3 separate regions of the Gossypium hirsutum genome follow, and all the other regions are linked to region 3. The links are chromatin contacts, called in public Hi-C maps. All regions are on one chromosome and are shown on one strand. Each heading gives the region's core, a stretch centred on a gene start, on an enhancer-like site or on the middle of the called end of the contact. The rest is flanking DNA. Distances are from core to core; before and after follow the strand shown. Region 1 has its middle 86 kb from the start of LOC107952367. Region 2 holds the start of LOC107951918 (probable dolichyl pyrophosphate Glc1Man9GlcNAc2 alpha-1,3-glucosyltransferase). Region 3 holds the start of LOC107951802 (NADP-dependent malic enzyme).

Evidence for each region. Hi-C and Micro-C count contacts between places; a contact is called where the count stands out from the background.
Region 1: a contact with region 3 is called in a Hi-C map of leaf, with 2.1 times the contacts expected there. The contact joins the enhancer-like site here to the promoter of LOC107951802 in region 3. A contact is called at or near these places in 2 of 34 Hi-C or Micro-C datasets (both in leaf).
Region 2: a contact with region 3 is called in a Hi-C map of leaf, with 1.9 times the contacts expected there. The contact joins the promoter of LOC107951918 here to the promoter of LOC107951802 in region 3. A contact is called at or near these places in 4 of 34 Hi-C or Micro-C datasets (callus and leaf).

The regions. Positions count from the first base shown.
Region 1 is chrA02:83,335,296-83,338,441 of Gossypium_hirsutum_v2.1, forward strand. No RefSeq gene overlaps it. Among protein-coding and RNA genes, the nearest start is that of LOC107952367, 86 kb to the left of the region's middle. Within about 2 kb of position 1,461, at least 1 of the 9 cell types and tissues checked has an H3K27ac peak or open chromatin away from gene starts, as enhancers often do. A contact at or near this core is called in leaf, where this site is marked.
Region 2 is chrA02:83,901,618-83,904,739 of Gossypium_hirsutum_v2.1, forward strand. It overlaps LOC107951918 (probable dolichyl pyrophosphate Glc1Man9GlcNAc2 alpha-1,3-glucosyltransferase), which reads right to left and starts at 1,372. Exons shown (of 9, transcript XM_041085018.1): 1 at 1,226-1,372; 2 at 1,037-1,140; 3 at 873-935; 4 at 12-107.
Region 3 is chrA02:83,597,532-83,600,680 of Gossypium_hirsutum_v2.1, forward strand. LOC107951802 (NADP-dependent malic enzyme) reads right to left here and starts at 1,882. Exons shown (of 20, transcript XM_016886948.2): 1 at 1,547-1,882; 2 at 1,060-1,340; 3 at 371-491; 4 at 193-267. The coding sequence starts at 1,576.

The DNA of each region.
Region 1 (3,146 bases), core at 211-2,710, 260 kb before region 3:
CAAGCATAACTCTCTATTTTAGGCGTCGATTTATAATCTGACTTCATTTCCTTCTATTTTAGACTATCTATTATCGATTTCTAAAAAAAAACTGATAACTACTCTACTTGATATCCACTTTATTTTCTCAAGTGAAAAATCTAACATCTAACTTCAAAAATCTAGTCATTTTTCATGTATACACTAAAAATCTATCAATTTAACATAAAAAAATAGAAAAACCATTAATGGTAACTTTCTAAAACTTTAACGATTTTATAAATTGATACATAAATTAGTTAAATTATGATTCTCCGATCTCAAAAACATTAAATTTATAATAACAATAATAAATTACACTTACCAATTTGTGGATTAAAGTTTGAAACCTAACCAAATCTATTTTTGTTTATTTTCTTCTTTTTTTTCTTCTTGCGTGGAAGAATGGAGAAGACATCTTCTCTCTCCTTCCACTTAAACTAATTTAACTTTATTTTATAATAAATAATAAATTATAACATATAATATCAACATTTTTTTAGCCCCAAATTTGGAATTTTTATTCCCATCTAAAATTTTTGGGCTATTAGCAATTTTAATCCCTTTAATTATTTTCAAATTAAAATTTATAGTGATATAAATTTACAATTTAATCTTTGGACTAGATTAAATATTCATATAAACTAAATTACTTATCCTCGATTCAATTCATTTATAGCATAACTCCGTAAATATTTTTATTAATTATCTATAGACTCGGTTTATTAAAATGAAACCTAAAATCATACTTTTTAACACCACTGTATCGGGTTGTTATATAGTCAATATTTTTTAATTAACTCATTCTAAGTCTTTATACTTTTTGAGTTTTAAATTTTTAGTCTTGACGTAAATAATAAACATTATTCTATTAACTAGATTTTATATAAATCATGCTTAGTATAAACATTTTAAAGATTACATTTTTATTATCTTACCACTATGCCTTGATATTGCATATGTGGTGATAATTGCTTACCTCTGAATATACTGAGTCAAAGGTTGGGATGTAGATGCAAAATTTAGAGGTGTTTTGTTTTCACTTCTCTTGCTATCTTTTTATATGTTTTTGGCGTCTTATAGGTTTAAAATGGTATTAGTATTTGTATTGCAGATTTAGTTTTTATATTGTAGTTTGGATATTATATATATAATTTTTAAGGTTAATATTTGATATATTGTTAGTAAAAAAATGTTTATTATAAAAATAGGTTTAAAAAATTATTACATGTCTTTTTTAAATATATATATATATAATTTTTAATATTTTATTATATTTTTATAAGATGTTTATCAACCTCTTAACTTTATTTTGTAGAGTCTAAAACTTTATTTATGAATTTGTAACGTGTGCTTGGTTTTAGAAGATGACAAGGCCTGCTTCAATCAAAACCCTATGGACTAAAAAAGGCCCCTATTTTCGGGCCCAATATAAATCTATTTCGTTGGAGCCCGCCCTCCAAACAAAAAATGGACTTATTTATTTAAGTTTGCTCGGTACGATGGCAATTAATCAGAGTAAAAATAGATATTGTTAGATTTATTATTGCTTAAAGTTGGTATATTTTGTTCCATCATTCACTTTGTTTTGTTATGAATGTAAAATATTAAAAATAATAATTACCTAAATAGATGTTTGATGCGATTAATTTTTATTTTGTCTCGTTCTATTTTAATTTAATTAAAAAAATTATTCTATTTGATACAGATTGATTTGAAATTTATCAAATGATTCAAATTTTATCATCTCTAACATCTTTTTATATATATGTATATATATATATATTTTATTTAGATGATTATGTGAGCTTGATTTTAGAAATACTTTAATAAACTTACTAATTAAAATAATACGCTCGAATCCAATGTAACATTCATTTTAAAATATTGATTGCACTTTTTGACATCTCTTATGTGTGAACCCTAAATTAATCATATGGTATCTTACTCATATAATTTCAAATGTAAAGCTGTAAGGGTCACTATTCTGTACTCGGCTTCTCATGCAATAAAGAAAAGGAAAGGGTTAAGACAGGATCCAAGGTTTTTTTTTTTTTTGGGGGGGGGGGAGGGGAGGGGGTTCTGGAGCAGATATCATACTGTTATTGTCTTAAATTTGGATATGAATTAATCCTGCTCACCATTTTCTTTAACAACCCAAATCCAGTCTGGATAATTCATGATTTTATATATATATATTTCATCTTTTACTTACTACGCCGACCACCTTACCCAAATTTATTATCTTTGTTCAACTAATCCTGGGGTTCGGTTTCATAATTCCATAAATAAACAAAAAGTCCATACCCAAAATCTTAGGTCACGGCACTGGAAAATAATTTTCCAGCTAAAAGCACATGCAATGATGCATATGATATGGGGGCCCTCAATTTCCCCTCTGCTAAATCATTACTTAAAAAGTTTTTAAAATATTTTTCTACTAGTAAAATATATTATATTATATTTTTAAAGGAAGTGTAAGTTTAAGTTTTGAAGACAATCTAATTTAGAGAGATAATTAGGAATCTAAATATTTATAGTAAAATAAATATGAAGAGTTTGCGATGGATAAAATTTTAGTGGTTGAAGAGACCAACGCCCTGCATTTACTGTTCTCTTTAAGTTGTGTTTGGTGTTGATATTGGAGAATTTGATATAATAATAAATATATATGTCTGGTATCCTATTAAATTTTGTTTTCATAACTAGTTTGTGAGATATAATGTTATTTTCCTGCCTCCCCGACAATCATGAATTCTTAGATTAATTTTTTGAATAATAGTAATTTTGCAACTTGGAAGGCGAGAATGATCTATGCGTCAAGTCGGGTTTATTTGAGATGAATTGTCCTACTTTTTTTTTTTTATAACTGGGTCACTAATTATCCTCAAGATTGTATTGTTTGGTTTAAACGTAGGAAGATTTTCTCCAAATCAAATAAATCTTGCATTTTGATATTTAGATTAACATTTTTTTCTCGTAAAATATTAGATATTTAAATATAATAACTATATCATGTTTTCAGAGCAAAATTCTCATTTCTCAATTCAATGAAACAATAAAAACTTTATTAAGTCGGTTATATTGTTTAAATGTAATTTTAGCTGCAATTCAATTTGCATCTTGTT
Region 2 (3,122 bases), core at 122-2,621, 300 kb after region 3:
AAAAGTAGTACAGTATTCCTTCTTTCACAAGTGGGAAGGGTCCCAAACAACTTTCTTACACCTGGCAGTTTCACCTTCAGATGTTACACCAACTTTGCCTTCCAGAGCTGCCAACAAATAATTTAAAGGCATTAATCAATAAATAGAAAAAGGAAAACAAATCAATAGATTAGCTGGGCCTTTGAACCATGCAGAAAATGGAACCTGAATCAGGTTGAGTGATGTAGGCTCTCCTCCATATTACTCGTTCCTATGCATATGCAGAAACTAAATGCATGATGAACAACACCAAATGAAATGAACAAACAACAAAAGTAATATAATAAATATCTAGCACCATTTTGTAATTTTCCAAAAAGAGCGAAACAAAAGACACTTTCTACTTTGAAATCAACGTTATAGAATAAACAAGTTGCATTTCCTTTCTCAAGTAAAGCATTTAGGAAAACCAAGCTTATCTAGAAGACTCACTTTACCTTAGCACAAACATTTTCAAGAGTTACATAGTGCAAGCAATTGGGGGTGGTTAGACGATAAAGAGATTTTACTCAAAAAAAGAATAGTCAAAATTCGAGTTTCTATGATCAACTATACAAACAGGATCACGAGAATTTTTCACATTTGAAAGGTGGATGTCAGTAGTTGGCATCCCTTGATTAGATTAAACTGATTTATTTCAGTATAATTGCATCGTTGCAGTTACTGTTTACAGGAGGATTGAAAATTTTAGGGGAAACAGATCCTATTTGCAGCAACCTCGTTAAAATGTAACAGATCCATGCCTTAATCAGAGGCACCTCGATAAGGAATGGTGCAGAAGAAGGGGGGGGGGCGGAGAGAAAAAGAAAGATAGGCATAGACGTGGTGTTTGCCTTAATCAATGGCAACGATATCCAGCAGATCCGTACACAAATCTAAGATGTACCCATCAAGACCTAGGATCAGAAATCAATTACTTAAAAGAAAAACAAAGAAAAGAATATAGGAAATATATTATAGCAGCAGGTAAATGGGAAGAAAAAGAAAAAAAGAAGACCTTGAGTCGATGAACAGAAAGAAGAGAGCTGAGGATGCGTTCGTTGAGAGCAGTTCCTAGCACTACGGCATCGTGGCTGACTATGAGCTGCCTATAATGCTGTTCTAAACGATTAACAAAGACGGTGAGGAGTTAGAATTTCTAGGGTTTGATAGATTAATTCATATTATTAACGAACAAATTAAGTACCTAGGTAGTAGACTAGTAGCAGCACTAGTTAATTGTAAGTTTTCTTGTTCAGTTGCTGATTGAAGAGATTCAGATTAGAGAAAGAATAGCTTTGGTTTCGCTTCAACGCTGATTCACTCAGTTAGTTCACACGACCGTATTATAGACTATGTGCTAGATTGTATAATTCATTGACTTGATACACAAGGTGTCCCAAGCCACGTGCTCTATAATTTGACCCTATAATCAAGCCATTTCAAGACCGAAACATACTCAATCAACCACTCCATTTGTGCGTACATTCAAAAGACCTAAACATCTTTCAAACACATATAAACATACCAATTCAATCAACCTATTCCACCTAACCAATATGCTATTCAAATGCACGACATTTATACCAAAACAACTTCAATCAAAACAAGGCTATAATGCCACATTTCAAACACAAAACCTGTTCTATATAACTACATAAAGACACCAATTTAACCATTCACATTTCACTATAAACATACCAAAAGGACCATATATTACAAGGACTTAAAAGTGACCAAAAGACTTAAACTTGCCTAAGCATTATAAGTCTAACGTACAAAATACATACTCCAAATACATATTTATACCAAATTGTTCACTAACATATTCAAAGACATTCATTATAAAAAGGTCTTGTACATGCCATTTATAACCTTGGCCAAAACAACTCAAAAACTACTGAAGTGGTTGCTGGATAGTGTAATAGATCTTCGATAAACTTCCAACTGATTGAGCTTCTTATAATATACGAAACAAAGGAAAATAACTACGTAAGCAACTAGTGCTTAGTAAGCTCATATAAACTCAAACATAACTTACCATTCTTAAGCTCAATTTATAAAATACGCATAACATCTTTACCATACTCATAAGCTTAATACAATCCTATAAGCATCACCAAACTCACAAATTAGTAGGCTCATGTATAATGCATATATAAAATCAACCATTTCACAAATGAATCTTCATGAACATAACATTCATCACATAATCATATAGTTTCCTTCAATTCATTTGCATTCATCCAAATTTACCTTTCATAAGTTTATGAGCAATCATCCATTTAAACACATGCCTTGCCAACTACCTTTACTTACCCGTTGAACCATCTAGAATTACATCAGATACTTAGGAATATTCACACGATTGCCATAGTGTGCCTCATCAAAGGCTGCATCAAAATTTACTTTAATGTCGGACCCATTCGGGGGACACTATTCAACAGGTACGATTTCTTTAGTCAGTTTACTATTCTCACACTCGTCAATTTCCTTGCATATCTTGAAACCCATGCATCAGTATCACAGCCCATACTTCTCTTCCCCTTAAATAACCCCTTATTTCTATCAGTTCAAATCGCCCACAATGAGTAGCAAAATAAGCGACACTGCGACCCAGTATAGTTTTTGAATACCTAGGTAAGCCATTCCCAATAGTTCATGTTGATTCTTGTTAATATCCATTCGAGATTTAAACTTATCCAGACCTCTCTTGTAACAGGACAGTCATGTACCAGGTGGTCAACATTCTCAGCAATCCCTTCACATCTTGGGCATGCAGTCTCTGTCACCAGTCTTTTAGTGGATAAATTAGCTAGATTAAGGATGAAATTCCAATAAACTTTCCAAATGAAAATTTTAATTTTTGCTGGAATATTACTGTTCCATAATTTTTTTGTAGAAGCTTTTCATTTTGGTTTATTAATAAGTAGGATTAGTATAACCCTTATGTAATACTTTGTAGGCACTTTGCACCGAAAATTCCCTTTAAGATTCTCCCTCCTACACCATCGTATCATCTTGTGCTTCCATGGCCAAGGGGATTTTCAAAATTCTATCTACATCATCCCTTGAGAAGGTAGAATTAATAAGCTTAATTTTCC
Region 3 (3,149 bases), core at 632-3,131:
GCAGTTGGGTGTGACATGTTACTCTGACTCTTCATTTTTCTTTAAGTAACATGTCCATCACATACTCAGACATCGGTATGTAAATATAGTCCTCCAAAGATCCTCCAAATCCATGGGGTTAGTCAAACACATACCCATGTCCAAAAGACATACAACTTAAGAGGCAAAATCAAAATAGACTGAAAAAGGAACCTGCAAATCCATCATGGCCATGTATTTCTGCAAAGGAACTTTATACTTTCGGATACTATACATCATTTTCTTCACCTGGTAAATGGTGATAAAACATTCATTAGAATACTGCACAAATCGACAAAATCTAATCTTAACAACTCAAACAAAGGTATGATGTAGAAGCAGGGTAGAAAACCTGTAGGTCTTGAGAAATAACGGTTGGGGGAAGAAGACCACGCAAGTAGTGAGCATCTCTCTCTTTCTCGGTGAAGGCAAGGCCTTTGTTGTGGTGAGGATCTCGCAACAAAGAATACCCACTGCAGCAGATGATGAAGAGTTAGACTAGGGCACTAATGATTAAACATGTCATATGTTCTAGCATTAGAGAAACTCCATTCATCCCAAACAACTAATACAAAGACAAAGGTGGTGACAGAAGAAGAAGAAAACAATATAAAAGCTCCCAAAGAATTGATCACTAAAACTATATATTTATTTTACTCAGACAAGGAAGATCTCTGAATTTGCACTAAAAAGTTTCGTTTCTTTTCTTTCTAATTCCTCAATTACAAAATTTCAGCAACAAAGCAAAGATCTAGCATTGAAGATAAAACACAGTCATAGATTCCACCACATAAGCACCAAAAAGAAAATCATAAATAAACACAAACTATTATAATATAAACCATACAATAAAATAAGATCCAGCACTAAAAAAGGGGCTTAGTTTAGTGGGTCCAACAAACCACACAAAAACAACGATATTAGATCTCACAAACAAGTATAAAAATGTCAAACCATCATGACATAGCAAGCAAACCTATTAAGCTCATAAGGAAGAAAATGAAAATAGCTATTATGAAAGGAAAAATAATAGAATCTTACCTAGCAACAGAGACAGACCAAGGGGTGACAAGCTGATCCTCTGTGGCGGCGTCGTCATAGTAGACTTCACGATCACCGCCGGCAACGGTGAGATTGATGTCCACGTTAGCAGCAGCAGAAGTGCCATCTTGTGTTATTTCTTTGAATGCCTTGTTCTCAATTAGAACGCTAGCGTTTGTATCGCTGTTGGGACCTAAAGCCGTCGCTTTGACCGAAGCTGGCGGCAGCTTATTCAACTTGTAAGAGAAAAGGCTTGAGGACCCAGAAATGCCGCTGTTGTTCTGTTTCAAAACAGACAGTAACAATATTAAAATGAAAAAAAAAGCAGACCTTTGAGATCTTTAATGGTATAAAAAGGACCTTGAAATACCAAAAAGAAAAAAAGGGGAGAAAGAAGGGAAATCTCTTAGTTTCGATTTAGAATTAAATTCTAGGAAATGGGTAGTCAAGAAATAGTGAGAGTAACAATGGGTTGATTTGAAATTACCAGAAAACAGCTTCTATGCAAGGAGATCATGGTGACAGAAAATGCGGAAAGACCAAGGCTTGAGCTTTGCTTGAGCAGCCTTTGGATCTCTCTCTCTCTCTCTCTCTCTCTCTCTCTCGGTCCTTGAATGAGCAAAGAAAGAAAGGAGACCCTGCTGGATATGTGTGTATATTTAGTATATAATAATATAAATATATAGCTTTTGTTGTATTGTTTATATATTAATATGTGAAAAGGGAGAGATAAAAAGAGATGGAAGGGAACAGCGAGAAAAGGAAGAAATGCCAGGAAAACGTGTCCACTTTTGTTTTTCCCTCTCTACCTCCGTTAGTCTGCAGATGACATGTGGGTAGCTCATTTTGCCCATTTATTACGAAAGTACCACCATCATCTTGCCTCACAAGTGGAATGAACCTAATAAATTGTGGACCCCACTTGCTAAGCTTTTTAAGTTGGAATAAAAGGAAAGGGTTTGTGTGTATGATCTGAGTTTGGTTTTTGCGGTTGTGTCTGTCGTGGTTGGTGGGAAATTCCATATTTGGTTTGCTGGGTTTTTTTCTTTTAAATAATACTAAAAATTTAATTAAATACAAAAATATAGTGGGAAACAAATTAATTATAAAAATAAGGTGTTTGTTATCTTGTATTTTGGTGTTGTCGGACAAACAAGCAAAATTACCCTTACTTTATGCTCAATCATGTTGTAATCATTCGTTTTTAAAAAGTAATATTTTTTTGTTGCCTGACGTAGTGACGGAATTAGTATGTATTTTTAAAATAATGTATTTTCATAGGTATATATAGTAGATAAAAAATATGAAAAAGAAAATATTTTTTATTGATTTTGTCTGACACACAGGTGACATTGTTTTGAATTTTTTTTAAAAAAATCAGTGAAGAAAAGTTGATAAAAAAAAGGAAAAGATGCATCGGGATTTGGAATAATGACATTGATTAGAATGTTTGAGTTGAGGGTTGACTTAATATTCGCTTTATTTAAGTGATGACGTCCGAAGACCCACACATTTTCATTTGCCATGTAAGGAGTGCACCATCACCTTAGAAGATGTTGCATTGCAACTCGAGCTTCCATTGGACGGTAGTTGCAGTCACAGGTTCAAGTAAAGTGATCGAACCTGCGTCGCATTGCTATCAATTGTTTGGACGATCGACGGGTGATGGTGGTGCTAAGTTTACCAGTTTGAGATTTTCCTGGTTAAAACAAAATATCAAAACCTTATCGAGTAGTGCCTCTGAGTGGGAGAAGATGTGCGTTGCTCGAGCATATATGATAGAGTTGATAGGGGGCACTCATGCCAAACACAAATAATAATAAAGTCCACCTAATGTACTTGCCTCTATTGGCTAATTTCCAAACTGCTCATTCGTATAGTTGGGGTTCAACAATATTAGCAACGTTGTACCTCAAGCTTTGTCAGGCGACAAAGCACAATACATAAGATATAGGCAGGTGTCTGATATTGCCATAGTCCTGAGCATTGTAAAAGATGTTATTTCTAGCATTATTGTGTCACCAATAATATGTTTTCTCACTTGTAAATAAGTAATTGAAATTTTTAAAAATTCGATTAAGAATTATATT